3 separate regions of the Oryctolagus cuniculus genome follow, and regions 2 and 3 are each linked to region 1. The links are chromatin contacts, called in public Hi-C and Micro-C maps. All regions are on one chromosome and are shown on one strand. Each heading gives the region's core, a stretch centred on a gene start, on an enhancer-like site or on the middle of the called end of the contact. The rest is flanking DNA. Distances are from core to core; before and after follow the strand shown.

Region 1 (4,037 bases), core at 747-3,246:
GGTAGCTGGGACCCCACCACCCACAGAGCAGACTTGATTAGTCTCCTGGTTCCTGACTTTGGGAAGTGAATCGGTGGATGGCAAATCTCCGTTCGCCTATCTTCCTACCTCTCATAAACAAAACTAAAACCAAAACAAAATGCTATCAGAAAAATACAGAAATATTAGTATGCTGCCTTTAGGAAATAAAATGCCAACTCTTCCTTGCTTTATTTGTGTTTTTTGCTTTTTGTTGCTTAAGAGCAGTACTTTTTCTTCGTGATTCAGTCCTGCTTTTTTTCTATAACTGATTCTGATGGTGTGCTCATGGATATAAAAATTAATTCAGTCCTTTGGAACTTAAAAATCATGTGATAAAAGTCATTTTTTATGGTGTGGTGGTGGATAAAGCACTTTAGTGTCTTTTTCCCTTTAATATCTTCTCCGGAAGTATGCCGAAACTTTAAAATAGTTTGTTCTGGGTGAACTGATTTCCCTTTTCTATCTACAGTAAAACAAGTTATTTAAATCCTTTAATACACACATTAGTTCTAAATTAGCGAGGACTGTGTTAATGAATGGTAGCATTTGAATCATGAAATAATGGAAATCAAATTGAAAACACTCTTTGCAGTAAGCAAATCATCCCATCCCCTTACACTGGGTTACGTGTACAGCACACACAGGGCAAAGCACCCCGCGGTTAGAATTGCTGGTTTCTAATCATTCGGTAGCTGGCTGGTGGCCTTTAAAGCTGCAAAATGTTTACAATAGGCTGTGGTCTAAGTCCACCTTCTGGAGTTGCGAATCATTTTGCAAGCTGGACGCCTAAGCCTGAAGCGAGAGACTTCGGCAAGGCTTCTTTCTGCCTGGGTATAGGATGGCACATGCGCCATTCTCCGTGTCTCCTCGGGTCCCACTGTGCCTCCCAGTGCTCTGCAGAGACCTGGCTGAGAGCCCAGGAGGATATGTGAACAGAGCAGCCCACCCAGAGCGGTCCCAGCAGTGCCACCAGCTCCCCACCCTCCTCTCTCCAAGCCTCAAGGGCGATGCTACAACAGCACTAAGCACCTTACGGAGTAGTTTGGTCGAAGAAAGGAGATCCTGCGAGAAGGTCTGGCTATAAAGGGAGAACGCTTTGTCCTGTTTAGCCCCTCTCTTCCCCTCCTTAGGCAAGCTCTGCTTAGTACAGCAGTGCTGCAGCTTCAGAAACACCAAAGTGCAAAAGACTGGTGGTGCTCTGGCAGCCTGAGGAAAAAAAAAAAAAACACCAAAAACCCTTGCATTTAAAAAGTGGATTAGCTGAGGGGAAGGACTTTATAAACTATGGAAACTTTTTTCTTTTCGTGCTTGGCGAACAAAACTCCCTGATCACTTTACCCCCACCATTTAAACCAGGCCTTCCGAGGAAGGGGACATTTACAAAGCACGTTTAACTAAAGGAACTCGAGTGCTTACTATGGAACTAGTCCAGTCCCCTGGGCACCCAGCGGGCTCTAAGCTCATGGCGATCTCGGCCGTCGTCCTGTGGGAATGGCCCTTGCTAGAGAGAAGGGGGTCATGGTGAGACCCAAAAGCTGGGGAGTGCCCAGAAAGCACGTTTTCATCCCCTCCTGTCCCTTGTCCGCTCACTGCCGGGGTCGAGGGCCTGGCGCTGTGGCTGCTGCAGGGCGTCCGCGAGGATCGGGTTCCTCCCCTAGGCCGGGCAACCCTTCCACCCCGCGGCCCCGCAGCAGGACCCCGGACCGCGGAGAAAGCCCCCTGCTCTGCCCCCCACCCCGAAACTGCCGCGAGCCGAGAGGAGGGCGGGCGGAGGCCTCTGCGGTTTCCGGGAGGCCGGGGTGGCGCCCCGCAGCCCAGCTCCGAAGGGGGCTTTCCGGGTTCCACGCGCCCGGAGGTGGCGGGCCGGGCCCCTCCCACCTGCGGCCGCGCGGGGCGGGGCCCGGCCGGGACAGCCCCCGGCAGGGCGGGGCCTCAGGAGGCGGGGCCGCGCCGGGAGCCGGGCGGGCAGGCGGCGGCGGGAGGGGCCCGGACGGCTGGCTGGCTGGTGGAGCGGCGGCCGCAGCTGCAGCAGGACGGCCCGCCGGCGGCTCGGGGCCGCGCGCCGGGAACCTCGCGGGGCGGGCGGGCGCGGCACCCGCTGCGTGGCCGCCTGCGCCCCGGGACCAGCAGCATGAGCAGCGGCTACAGCAGCCTGGAGGAGGACGCCGAGGACTTCTTCTTCACCGCCAGGACCTCCTTCTTCCGGAGAGCGCCGCAGGGCAAGCCCCGCGCGGGCCAGCAAGTGAGTGGCTTGCGCGGCGGGCGCTGCAGACGGCGCCCCCAGCTCCTACTCCACGTGTCTCCGGCGGGGCGCGCGGCGGATGCTCGCCGGGAAGGAGGGGGGGTGGCGAAGACGCGGCCCCTGCTTTGGGGGGGGCGAGGGTCTCGGGGTCATGCTGGGAGCCTGTGCTGCCTGTGGGCGTGGGTCGCCCGAGGCCGGGGCAGGATAAGGAAGCGGGCGAGGCCGAGGGCCGGCTGCTGCTGCCGCCGCCTTCCGCGCCAGATGGCCCCGCCTGGGGTTCCGAGAGCCGGGAGGGGTCCCCCTTCGCGCCCCGGCCGGGTCAGCGGTCCGGTCCCCTCGCAGAGGCTCCCTGATGGTCCGCCCCGTGGCCTGTGCCCTCCCCCCCCGGGTGGCTTGGGAGAACCTTGTGGTCGCCTGAGGTGGCCGCGGTGACCTGGCCCCCGCCTCCTCCGGGTCGGGGCACGCTGGTGGGGGAGGGGGCCAGGGCCTGAGGGCGCCGGCCCGCTGTCGGTTGCGGGATTGGAGGGTGTGCGTTTCCTGTAAAGTCAAGTTTATAGGTGTCTCGACTGTTTGGCAAACAAACTGTGGCGCTAGGTAAATCGTCGAGGGCACGGCGAAGCTTTTGGCCGGTTTCTTCCTTTTTTGGAGGAAGCGCGCCGTGGGAAGCCTGACTTGGGAAGCGAGGGGAGGGGAACTTGTGCCAGTTTGGCCGCCGTGTGCGCGGGAGGCCTTCCCGCAGCGGGGCGCTTCGGCGGGACCTGGCCAGTGTGGCGCTCCGATCCGCCTTTGCTGCTCTTGGTCGACTGGGTAGAAGCAGGAAAAATTGCTCAGGGGCCCGAGGATGAGGTAGGTGTGTGTGTGTGTGTGTGTGTGTGTGTGTGTGTGTGTGTGTGTGTGTGTGTGTGTGTGTGTGTGTGTTGGTGGGGGTGGAGTAGGGCGAGGGGATGGGGGGGGTAGTCCTGGCCAGACTTTTAAAAGTTTATTTAACGACTTTGTGAGGTCAGATTTCCTTCCAAGATCGGGAAGTTCTAGTCTTTGCGGCGGCTTAAATGCCAGATCCGAAGCCGGAGGGGAGGAGAGAGGGGCTCGGGGGAGGGCCAGCGTGCAGCCGAGTGCCCTGAGTGCCCTCATTCAGCGGCGACACTTAATCCCGGGGCGCCCTTGTCGCCTGTCCCGCGTCTATTGTTCCTCCCTGGACGCTGAGTGACCTCTTTTCACTAGGGCGCGTGCTACTGACACGAGTTTGGAAGTCAGAAGTAACCCCCCCCCCCCTCCGCGCGCGCTCCCATCTCCTTGCGACTGCTTGGGCTTTTTCACTTTTTTTTTTTTAAACCCCCTTGGCCTCCTCTTTCTTTCCCTTCTCCGCTTGCTGTTTTCTGTTTCCACTTAGTTGCTGTGACCGTTTGACGTGTCGCAAGGAGCTGGTCGTGCCCCAGGAAACGAACTGGGTTCTTGGGTTCTCCAGGCCTGGATCCCCCCCTCCCAAGGGCTGAGAAATATTTCCGTGGCATGGCGTGAAAATCCCCTGGTGCTTTAAAAAGCAAGGACAGCATCTCCCCTAGGTTTATACACGCAAAGCGTTTCTGTGTTACGCGCACTGATGGATATGGTCAACATGCAGTATTCATACGGTGCTGCTCATTTAGTATGCAGTGTGACATGTATTGTGAAAGATTGTGCTGCAGATCAAGACAGCAAGACAGTTTATTGCTTGAAGAGCTTGATATGGGTATCCCGAGGCTTTATTGCCTGCATCTGTTCGCTGCCATAACCC
Region 2 (4,381 bases), core at 1,314-3,813, 51 kb after region 1:
TCTCTCCTTTTCTCCACTTCAGATCAGCCTTTTCCTGGAGCAGGTTCAAGTGCGGAGTCGGGAGCTGCCCTCCTCACCCCTTCTTCCCCTCTACCTCCTTGCCCCTCTCTGTTGCCTGCTGCGGGTTGTCCTGGCCCTGTGGGGGGTGGGGCTGGCTTGGCCGCTGCCCCCCAGTGCTGAGGAAAGGTGGGGCGGGAGGGCGCTTCCTCCCGGCCTTGGACTTCCTGTGCTGGCCACTGAGGAGGAAAAGGAGCTGAAGGCGTGTGAACCCTCAGGTTGTGCAAGCAGCCCCCACAACAGCGAACATGTAAATGGCTGTAAATTATCCCCACAGCCCCCCAGATGCTGGCTGGCCAGTTTCCAGGGCAGCTGGAGGGTAGCTTTTATTTATAAATTGGTCAGCTGATTGAACGATGTTTTAAAAACCCACCTTTCCTTTTGCAATCCTTGGCAGTAGCTGCAATTAAAAAAAAAAAAAAAAACAAAACACCAAGACTAGAGAGGCCTGTTTATTTCGCAGGTCACAGTGGCTTCTCTCTCCCCAGGCTTCCTTTGCACTCTAGCAACTTCTGTATGTTGATCTCTCAGTGCACTTGGAAACCTGGCAGCCTTGCCCAGTGTGTGCCCGGTGAGGGCAGTCGGCACATCAAAGTGATTGTGTTGGCCAAGTACAGGCTGGCTTTGTGTTTGTGTTTCTGAAGCTGTTTTATTTTTTTATATGTGAAAGCCTGTCCCCTCCCCCATTCATACATTCTGGAGATGGTTTTGAAGATTGTTACAGAAAGAGAAAAAAAAGGAGGGAAAACCATCCCAGATCTCACTACTAACATTTAAGCATATTTTGGCATACTGCGTATACAGTTTCTCCTGGTTCTTGTGTCTTTCCATGTAAAAAATGTTTTGTAAGTTCCTCATTAACAGCCTCTGAATGCTCTGCCTTGGGATGGGACTTTCTTCAGCCATTTCTCTAATGCTGGAAATGCTGATTTTAAAAGTCTCTATGCTCCCGGCCAGATTTTGCTAGTTAATTTGTGAGTTGCATTCTTACCCCACCACCCTCTGGAATTCAGACTGAAAACCAGAGGTGGGTAAGCTCTGTGGTCTGTGAGCGTGCTCTGAGTCCCCACGAACAGATCTGGCCTCCTTTCTGCGCCTTGCTTGGCTTTGTTGGCTATGAATCAGACAGACGTGGTCCAGACCTCACTCAGCTCTTCCGCTGCCAGCCACGTATTCTGCAAATTCATTCTCCAAACCTCCGCCTTCCTTTCTGCAGAACGCAGGTACAAGTGGTAGCCAGTCCCAGGGTCATTAGGGGTATGGCCTGCTGCCTGGGACATGCTTCTCCTGGGGATGAGATTCTCAAGGGCAACTGCTTGCCCCCCCCCCCCCCGCCCCCGCCCCTATCTGGGATTTGGTTGCAGTCTTGGTGTAGATTCTCTCCATACTTGTGGTGCTGCCTCTGTATGTCAGATGGTAGGAGAGGGAGCCAGGCGTGTATAAACGCGTTGGACTGGTGCATTCGTGAGGCTGCAGTAAGAACTGAAGAGTCACAAACCCAGGCTTTAATGCAGTTCCGTATAACTTTCTCTCTGGACACCATCACTGTCAACCCATACGTGGTGTTGTCATCCACATTTTGATTCTGTTGCCTGAAAACACAGGCTTTTAAATCTCCTTTTATTATGTGATGGCAGCCAGACTTGAATAATTGGTGAGGAGAAAGACAACAGCTGTCTTTTTGGATACGCTTGCTTCAGATAATATTTTTTAGGGTGCTGGTGTGCAGAATCGTGATTTTTCTTTCGACTCTGTTGTCCCTTCCGGTGAACCGTCACGTGGTTCCTTGGTTTGTTTGCAGACCTCTGCCCTTGATTCTCAGGTTCCTGCTGTTGGTGGAGCTGAGTGCCCTGACTGCTGTTGGCACATGGGCTCCACCTGCCGCCTCCGCGGCTGCGGCGGCCCTTCTTGCTTCCTGTCTGGCTCTGCTCCACAGGAGCCTGTTCATTTCCTCTCTCCGGAAGCTCCCCTTATCACCAGGGCTTAAGGGATGTGGCGTGGTGAGATTTGACCTCCGAACTCTGACCTTGCTAACATCGCACCAGGGCTAACCTGAGTTAGTGGGTTGTGGCTCCGCAGCAGTAGTTTGTAATTGCCCTTAGCCAAAGGAAATGGGTGGCTGCTGGGTGGCCCTTGGAGCCTTGAACACTGAGATTTTGGGTGGGTGTTGTGTCACCACCCGGCCTTATTTTGTCAGTCTTACTTCCCTGCTGACTTCTCAGTGTTCTCTCTTACGAATTTTTCCAGTTAATGTCCCTGCTCAGCAGTGGACTTAATTCTGTAAGTATTTTTTTTAAGAAGTTTTATTTATTTATTTGAAAGGCAGAGTTAGAGGAGAGAGAGAGAGAGAAAGAGAGGAGATCTTCCACCCACTGGTTCACTGACCAAATGGCTACAACAACTGGGGCTAGGCTAGGCCGAAGCCAGAAGCCTCTGGATCTCCCCTGTGGGTGCAGGGGCCCAAAGACTTGGGCCGTCCTCCAATGTTTCCCCAGGGAGGTGGATGGGATGCTGGCACTGCAGGCCACAGCACTGACCCCCAATTCTGTACGTAGGTACTTGATTAGGGTCGTGTCGCAGATGATGGGAAATATTAGAAAACTTACTGCTGCAGGGGACCACATAGGCCAGTGCTCTCTAATAAGCAGGAAATGGAATCCTTGAGGACCTACCTACTTCTAAAAAATCTCAGGATGTGCGCACAGACACACCAGCTTCTGCCCTGCCAGGCACCACAGGAGGGCTGTGGAGCACCAGGTGACCACATTTTTTTTTATGAAAAACCTACATTTGCATCTTTTCCTCTCTGACCTGGCTCACCTCGGCTCTGTAGAAAGTTCAGCCAGTTGTGAAGTCTATCACCTTTCAGAAATGAGTTGTCCCTTAACCGTGACTCTCTTTGAAAACAGTCAAACCAGGGTTTCTAAATCCGAGTGTCATCTGGCATGCCATGAGCTTGGGACTTCAAGCTGGGGCACTCTGGGGAGTTGGGTCCACCTCCAAGTTTGTTTTCTGGCTCCAAACAAATGAGTGGCTGTTTGACTATTGGCACACGACCCGGTTTTAAAAGTACAACCATATAGGGTATGGCAGAGCGGTACCAGGGGCTTTAAAAAGTGAGGTCATGGAAGGCCCAGATGAGGCTCTTTGAATGTGCATCATGACTCCAATTAATCTTATTAACATGCTGGCTCTGTGCCTGCTTTCCCTGTCCCGGGTGTGTGAGGGCCGCGCTTTGAAGGACTCTGGTTCTTTGATGGTGCAGATGGATAACAGAAGCGTCTAAAACTTTATGTGTGATATTATAAAGGCCTTTTGTATGCTTCTGCGGATTCATTCAGCTTGGAGAAATGAGTGGGGGCATTTCATGCTGATTGCTAAGTTATTCAAAGGAGGATGGATTGCAAATGCGGTCTTCGAGCCTGGCTCCAGGACGAGATTAGAATCAGTTGACTAGGGACGGAGCCCTCCTCTGCATCCAGCACCACGCAGTGCCAGTCCAGCATTCTGGGAGTGAAAGGTACACCCAGGGAAAGCAGACCCCGGAAGGTGATGGGCGAGCAGAGGGGTTCTCGAGAGTAGGGAGGTAACTGAGTTAGGACACTCCCTGGAAGAGTGGGCCTTTGGATCCTGGGGCTCACCAGGTACTGAGCAGCGAGGAGAATGTATGCAGTGCTCCTGGGGAGAGTCAAGCTGGCGGTTAGGGTGGTCCAGTGGTGTGAGGGGAGGCTGCCAGGGTGTACTGGTGTCGGCGGGACACTTTGATTTTTCTCTTTGCTTTCTTACAAGTGCATTTCAGAGGCTAGTGCAGTTCTCCATCCTTATAAGGTTGCTGTCTGGTTCTATTTTTGCAGTCCATTTTTTTAAGTGTATTTGAAAAGCAGAGTGACAGATTGGGGAGCAAGCAAGCAAGCAAGCGAGAGAATCTTCCATCTGCTGGTTCATTCACCAAATGCCTGCAACAGCTAGAGCTGGATCAGGTTTAGCCTAGAGCCATAAACTCCATCCAGGTATCCTACAGGGGGGTGGCAGGGGCCCAAGTACATGTGTCGTTTGTTGCCTCCCAGGTGTATTAGCAGGAAGCTGGATTGGAAGTGGAGGTGGGACTCAACCCCAAGCACCCGAGCAGTGTCATGATGTATGGTAATGCCTCCCTCTGTAGTCCGATGTTAAGTCATCTGAAATACCTACCTAGCATCCCCTGTGCTGTTCTCTTGCTGTTTAACAAGTAGCTTTTGGGACAAAGAGATAATCATCAACTTCAAAAGGTATGGCTTAGATGTATTAATAATCCCCCAGTGAATGCAGATTCTGCTAAGTAGAC
Region 3 (4,134 bases), core at 1,008-3,507, 60 kb before region 1:
GTTCAGGGTGGGGGGCGGCATTGTGGCACTGTGATTTAAGCTGCTGCCTGCAACACCAGCTTCCAATATTGGAGCTCTGGTTTGAGGGCTGACTGTTCCATTTCCAACCCAACTCCTTGCTACTCTGTCTGAGAAAGCAGCAGACAATGGCCCAAGTACTTGCGTCCTTGACACCCATGTGGGAGACCAGGATGATATTCTGGGCCCCTGGCTTCAGATTGGACCAGCCTCAGCCATTGCATCCATTTGGGTAGTGAACTGGAAGATGTAGGATCTCTCTCTCTCTTTCTCTCTTTATACCACTCCCTCTTTCAAATAAATAAATAAATGTCTTGCGGCTGGCACTGTGGGATAGTGGGTAAAGCCACCATCTGCAGTGCCAGCATCCCATATGGGCACTGGTTCTAGTCCCAGCTGCTCCACTTCAGATTCAGCTCTCTGCTATGGCCTAGGAAAGCAGTAGAGTATGGCCCGAGTCCCTTCTGGGAGACCCAGAAGAAGCTCCTGGCTCCTGGCTTCAGATCGGCGCAGCTCTGGCCATTGTGGCCAGTTGGGGAGTGAACCAGCAGATGGAAGACCTCTCTCTCTCTCTCTCTGCTTCTCCTTCTCTCTCTGTGTAACTCTGACTTTCAAATAAATAAATAAATCTAAATAAATAAATAAATAAATGTCTTTCATCAAAAAGGTTCATGGAAATAGAATTAAAATATGTTTATTTTGGTGCCAAAAACTTTGAAGTCCATGCACAGATCTTCAGTGAGTTCATGAAAAATACAAGCTATTAAAAAATTATGCATGGATGTCAAAAGGTTTGGCACCAAAATAAACTTAACTTTTTAATTCCATTTTCGTGAACTTCTTGAAGCTTCTCTTCTAAAGGGATTGGTGAGATTACTGGTTGAGAATAAACTGAAGGGAGGCAAATATACTCTGCCCACAGAACTTGGTCTCCTTCCCCATGGTACTCTCAGTACCTGGCACATAGTAGAGGCTCAGCTAATATTTGTTGAACAAATATGAATTTTGATATGAAACCTGAATTGAGTACTTGAAAAGTCTGGATCTTAAAGCTTTATACAAGAAATGTACACTTTTTTTTTTTTTTTGACAGGCAGAATTAGACAGTGAGAGAGACAGAGACAGAAAGGTCTTCCTTCCGTTGGTTCACCCCCCATATGGCTGCTATGGCCAGTGTGCTGCACTGATCCGAAGCCAGGAGCCAGGAGCTTCCTCCTGGTCTTCCATGTGGGTTCAGGGCCCAAAGACTTGGGCCATCCTCCACTGCCTTTCCAGGCCACAGCAGAGAGCTGGATTGGAAGAGGGGCAACCAGGACAGAATCTGGTGCCCCAACCGGGACTAGAACCACAGGTGGAGGATTAATCAAGTGAGCCGCGGCGCCGGCCTGAAATGTACTGTACACTTCTTATTTTTATTTTTTATTTATTTATTTTGACAGGCAGAGTGGATAGTGAGAGAGAGACAGAGAGAAAGGTCTTCCTTTGCCGTTGGTTCACCCTCCAATGGCTGCTGTGGCCGGCGCGCTGCGGCCGGCACACCGCGCTGATCTGAAGCCAGGAGCCAGGTGCTTATCCTGGTCTCCCATGGGGTGCAGGGCCCAAGCACTTGGGCCATCCTCCACTGCACTCCCTGGCCACAGCAGAGAGCTGGCCTGGAAGAGGGGCAACCGGGACAGAATCTGGTGCCCCGACCGGGACTAGAACCTGGTGTACTGGCGCCGCAAGGCGGAGGATTAGCCTAGTGAGCTGCGGCACCGGCCATGAAATGTACACTTCTTAAGAAACTCTGATGGAATTGTTATCCCTTCCAAAATCTGAGTCTTAAAGTAGAATAATAAGATGTCACGATACACCTCTGTGTTTGCTTGGGTCCTCGAAGAAACAAAAGCTAAAACGGGATCAGATGGGTGAGAAATTTACTATGGGAGTTTCTGTGAAGGATGAAGGGCGGGGAACCAGGGGGAGCAGGGAGAGCCAGGACGAGGAAGGGGGAGCAGGGATTGGCTGGGAGAGACCGAGGCTGAGCCCAGTTCTAAGAAATCTTTGAGTGGTAGGTTCATGAGAAACAGGTGCTCACAAAGGAGTCCTGCCTCTCGTGGGTGTGGCGGGCATTAGGACCTGCTCCTGCTCAGGCTGGGAGCAGCCGGTAGGAAGTGTGACCTCCGGGAGAGAGGGGGTGGGTCTGGAAGTTCTGCAGCTGGGCCATGGGTCAACAGCTCCCAGCAGGACAGCTGAGCAGCGCAGTATCCTGGCTACTCCGACCTCGCACACATCTGCTTCTCCATCCAGCTCTGGGGAGCAAGGGAGCAGCGCCTCCTCGCTTCCAAGAGGAAACTTATGAGAGGAAGGAGAGGTCACAGCCCAGCTCTGGCTGCCATTGGTCTCAGGCACACAGCTACTGTGCCTTCTCCCCTTCCATCACTGTCCCTTCTAAATCCCCTCCCCTGGGCTGTTGCCTTGGCAGCTCTCAGTAGATTACCTTGTGTTATGACCCAGACATCATTGCTGAGGGCCCGTGTGCCTGGCAGTCGTGCCCTTCTGAGACCAGGGCTACTACACATACCCATACACAGGTACAGTGAGCAAGGGAGTCCCGGGAGATGCCCCACTGAACCACACAAGTTCCACACAAATTCTCTACTCCCATATGTAAGCACAGCTCCACCTCTGCCTCTGCCCAGGCTCAACCCCAGCCACCATCATGACTCTTCAGCAGCTGCAGCTTCTACTGCAGTGTCCCAAGGCAAGGGTGCGTGCGCTCTGCAGGCCGGGACCTCGAGCTCTGCAGAACCCAGAGCTGCAGGGATGAGAAGCACGAAGTCTGCAGTGGGTCTTTGGGAACAATAGTTAGGTGGGGCCACTCCTGCTCCCCTCCCTTGTCTCCCAGGCTCACACGTTCTGTGGGGCACAGTACTGAGGGAAACATCTCTGATTTAATGTGTGTTCCTCATCCTGGAGAACGGCACCCCACATTTCAGAGTGTTAGCTGTCCTTGGAAAGTCATTCTATTGCATCTAGCTTCTTCCAGATGGTGTGATACAGATATGGCCAGTAGATCCTAGGGTCACGGCCCACCCCTGTACCTCCTTTGTTACAAGTGGGTCCCCTGGTCTGACGCTGTGTTCTGCAGGATTCCATGGCTGTGGGTCAGGCATTTCTATACGACCCCAGATTGTGATGCTGGGAGAGGCTCTTTGAGCAGAAAGGAAAACACCTATTTGGAATAGATCTCTATGCATTTGAAGATGAATTGTGGGGAGCAGCTCGGACTAGACTAAGTTACTGGAATTAAGACTTATTCTATGCATCTGCTCTCCTCTGTGGGGAGCAGCTCGGACTAGACTAAGTTACTGGAATTAAGACTTATTCTATGCATCTGCTCTCCCACAACATGGCGTTGGGAGAGAAGTAAACAGCTTCCGCACAGCTGCCTCCAGTTCAGCTAATAAACTGTAGGACTTGCTCCTGATTGGAGAGCAGCGTACTCGGTGTGTGGGCAGCCGAGTTAGGATTGGCGGAGGAGGACTATAAAGGAGGAGAGAGACGGCATGCACCGGGAACATCTATGGGGAACATCTAAGGGAACCCGTGCAGCCCCCGAGAGACCCGGCCGGCGGTGTGCCGCTCCCCTGCGGAAGTGGGGAATGCGGCCAGGGGGAACTGCCCTTCCACGGAGGTGGAAGGGATAGTAGCCAACCCGGGAAGAACCAGCAGCAAACCCGGGGAGGGCCGAGCAGACGAAAGAACAGCGCAGGGTCCTGTGTCATTCCTCCACGAAGACGGGGAGCGACAATGAATGACTGATCTTCCAACATGGAAGGGGACTGATGTAGTAGACTTTCCAAAAAGTGATCTTTCTGGAGGAATAGTGCCATACTGAAGACTCACTGTTGCTTTCTTTTGCTACTGGTTGGAAATTTGAAGTTCACAGTAGCTAAATCACACTTATCAGTGAGAGGTTATGCTGTTGGGACCATAGCTAAATTCCATTTTGCCACCTTGGCTATTCTGTTCGTGTGCCCTTTGCACTCCTTGGCACAGAGTAACTGTTCATGAAAGCGGGGTGATGTCACCTAGATAAGTCATTTTGTCTGTTTGATCAAGCAGATCCTCTCC

The links. Hi-C and Micro-C count contacts between places; a contact is called where the count stands out from the background.
Region 2: a contact with region 1 is called in a Micro-C map of ear pinna, with 2.3 times the contacts expected there. The contact joins the enhancer-like site here to the promoter of RASSF3 in region 1. A contact is called at or near these places in 3 of 6 Hi-C or Micro-C datasets (ear pinna, psoas muscle and an unstated tissue).
Region 3: a Hi-C map of skin fibroblasts shows a contact between it and region 1, with 1.7 times the contacts expected there. The contact joins the enhancer-like site here to the promoter of RASSF3 in region 1. A contact is called at or near these places in 3 of 6 Hi-C or Micro-C datasets (ear pinna, skin fibroblasts and an unstated tissue).

The regions. Positions count from the first base shown.
Region 1 is chr11:66,774,608-66,778,644 of mOryCun1.1, forward strand. It overlaps RASSF3 (Ras association domain family member 3), which reads left to right and starts at 1,997. Exons shown (of 5, transcript XM_051845645.2): 1 at 1,997-2,263. The coding sequence starts at 2,153.
Region 2 is chr11:66,825,163-66,829,543 of mOryCun1.1, forward strand. The region is part of intron 1 of RASSF3 (Ras association domain family member 3); the gene reads left to right. Among named protein-coding and RNA genes, the nearest start is that of RASSF3, 51 kb to the left of the region's middle. Within about 2 kb of position 2,564, at least 4 of the 8 cell types and tissues checked have an H3K27ac peak or open chromatin away from gene starts, as enhancers often do. A contact at or near this core is called in ear pinna, where this site is marked.
Region 3 is chr11:66,714,679-66,718,812 of mOryCun1.1, forward strand. No RefSeq gene overlaps it. Among named protein-coding and RNA genes, the nearest start is that of RASSF3, 60 kb to the right of the region's middle. Within about 2 kb of position 2,258, at least 2 of the 8 cell types and tissues checked have an H3K27ac peak or open chromatin away from gene starts, as enhancers often do.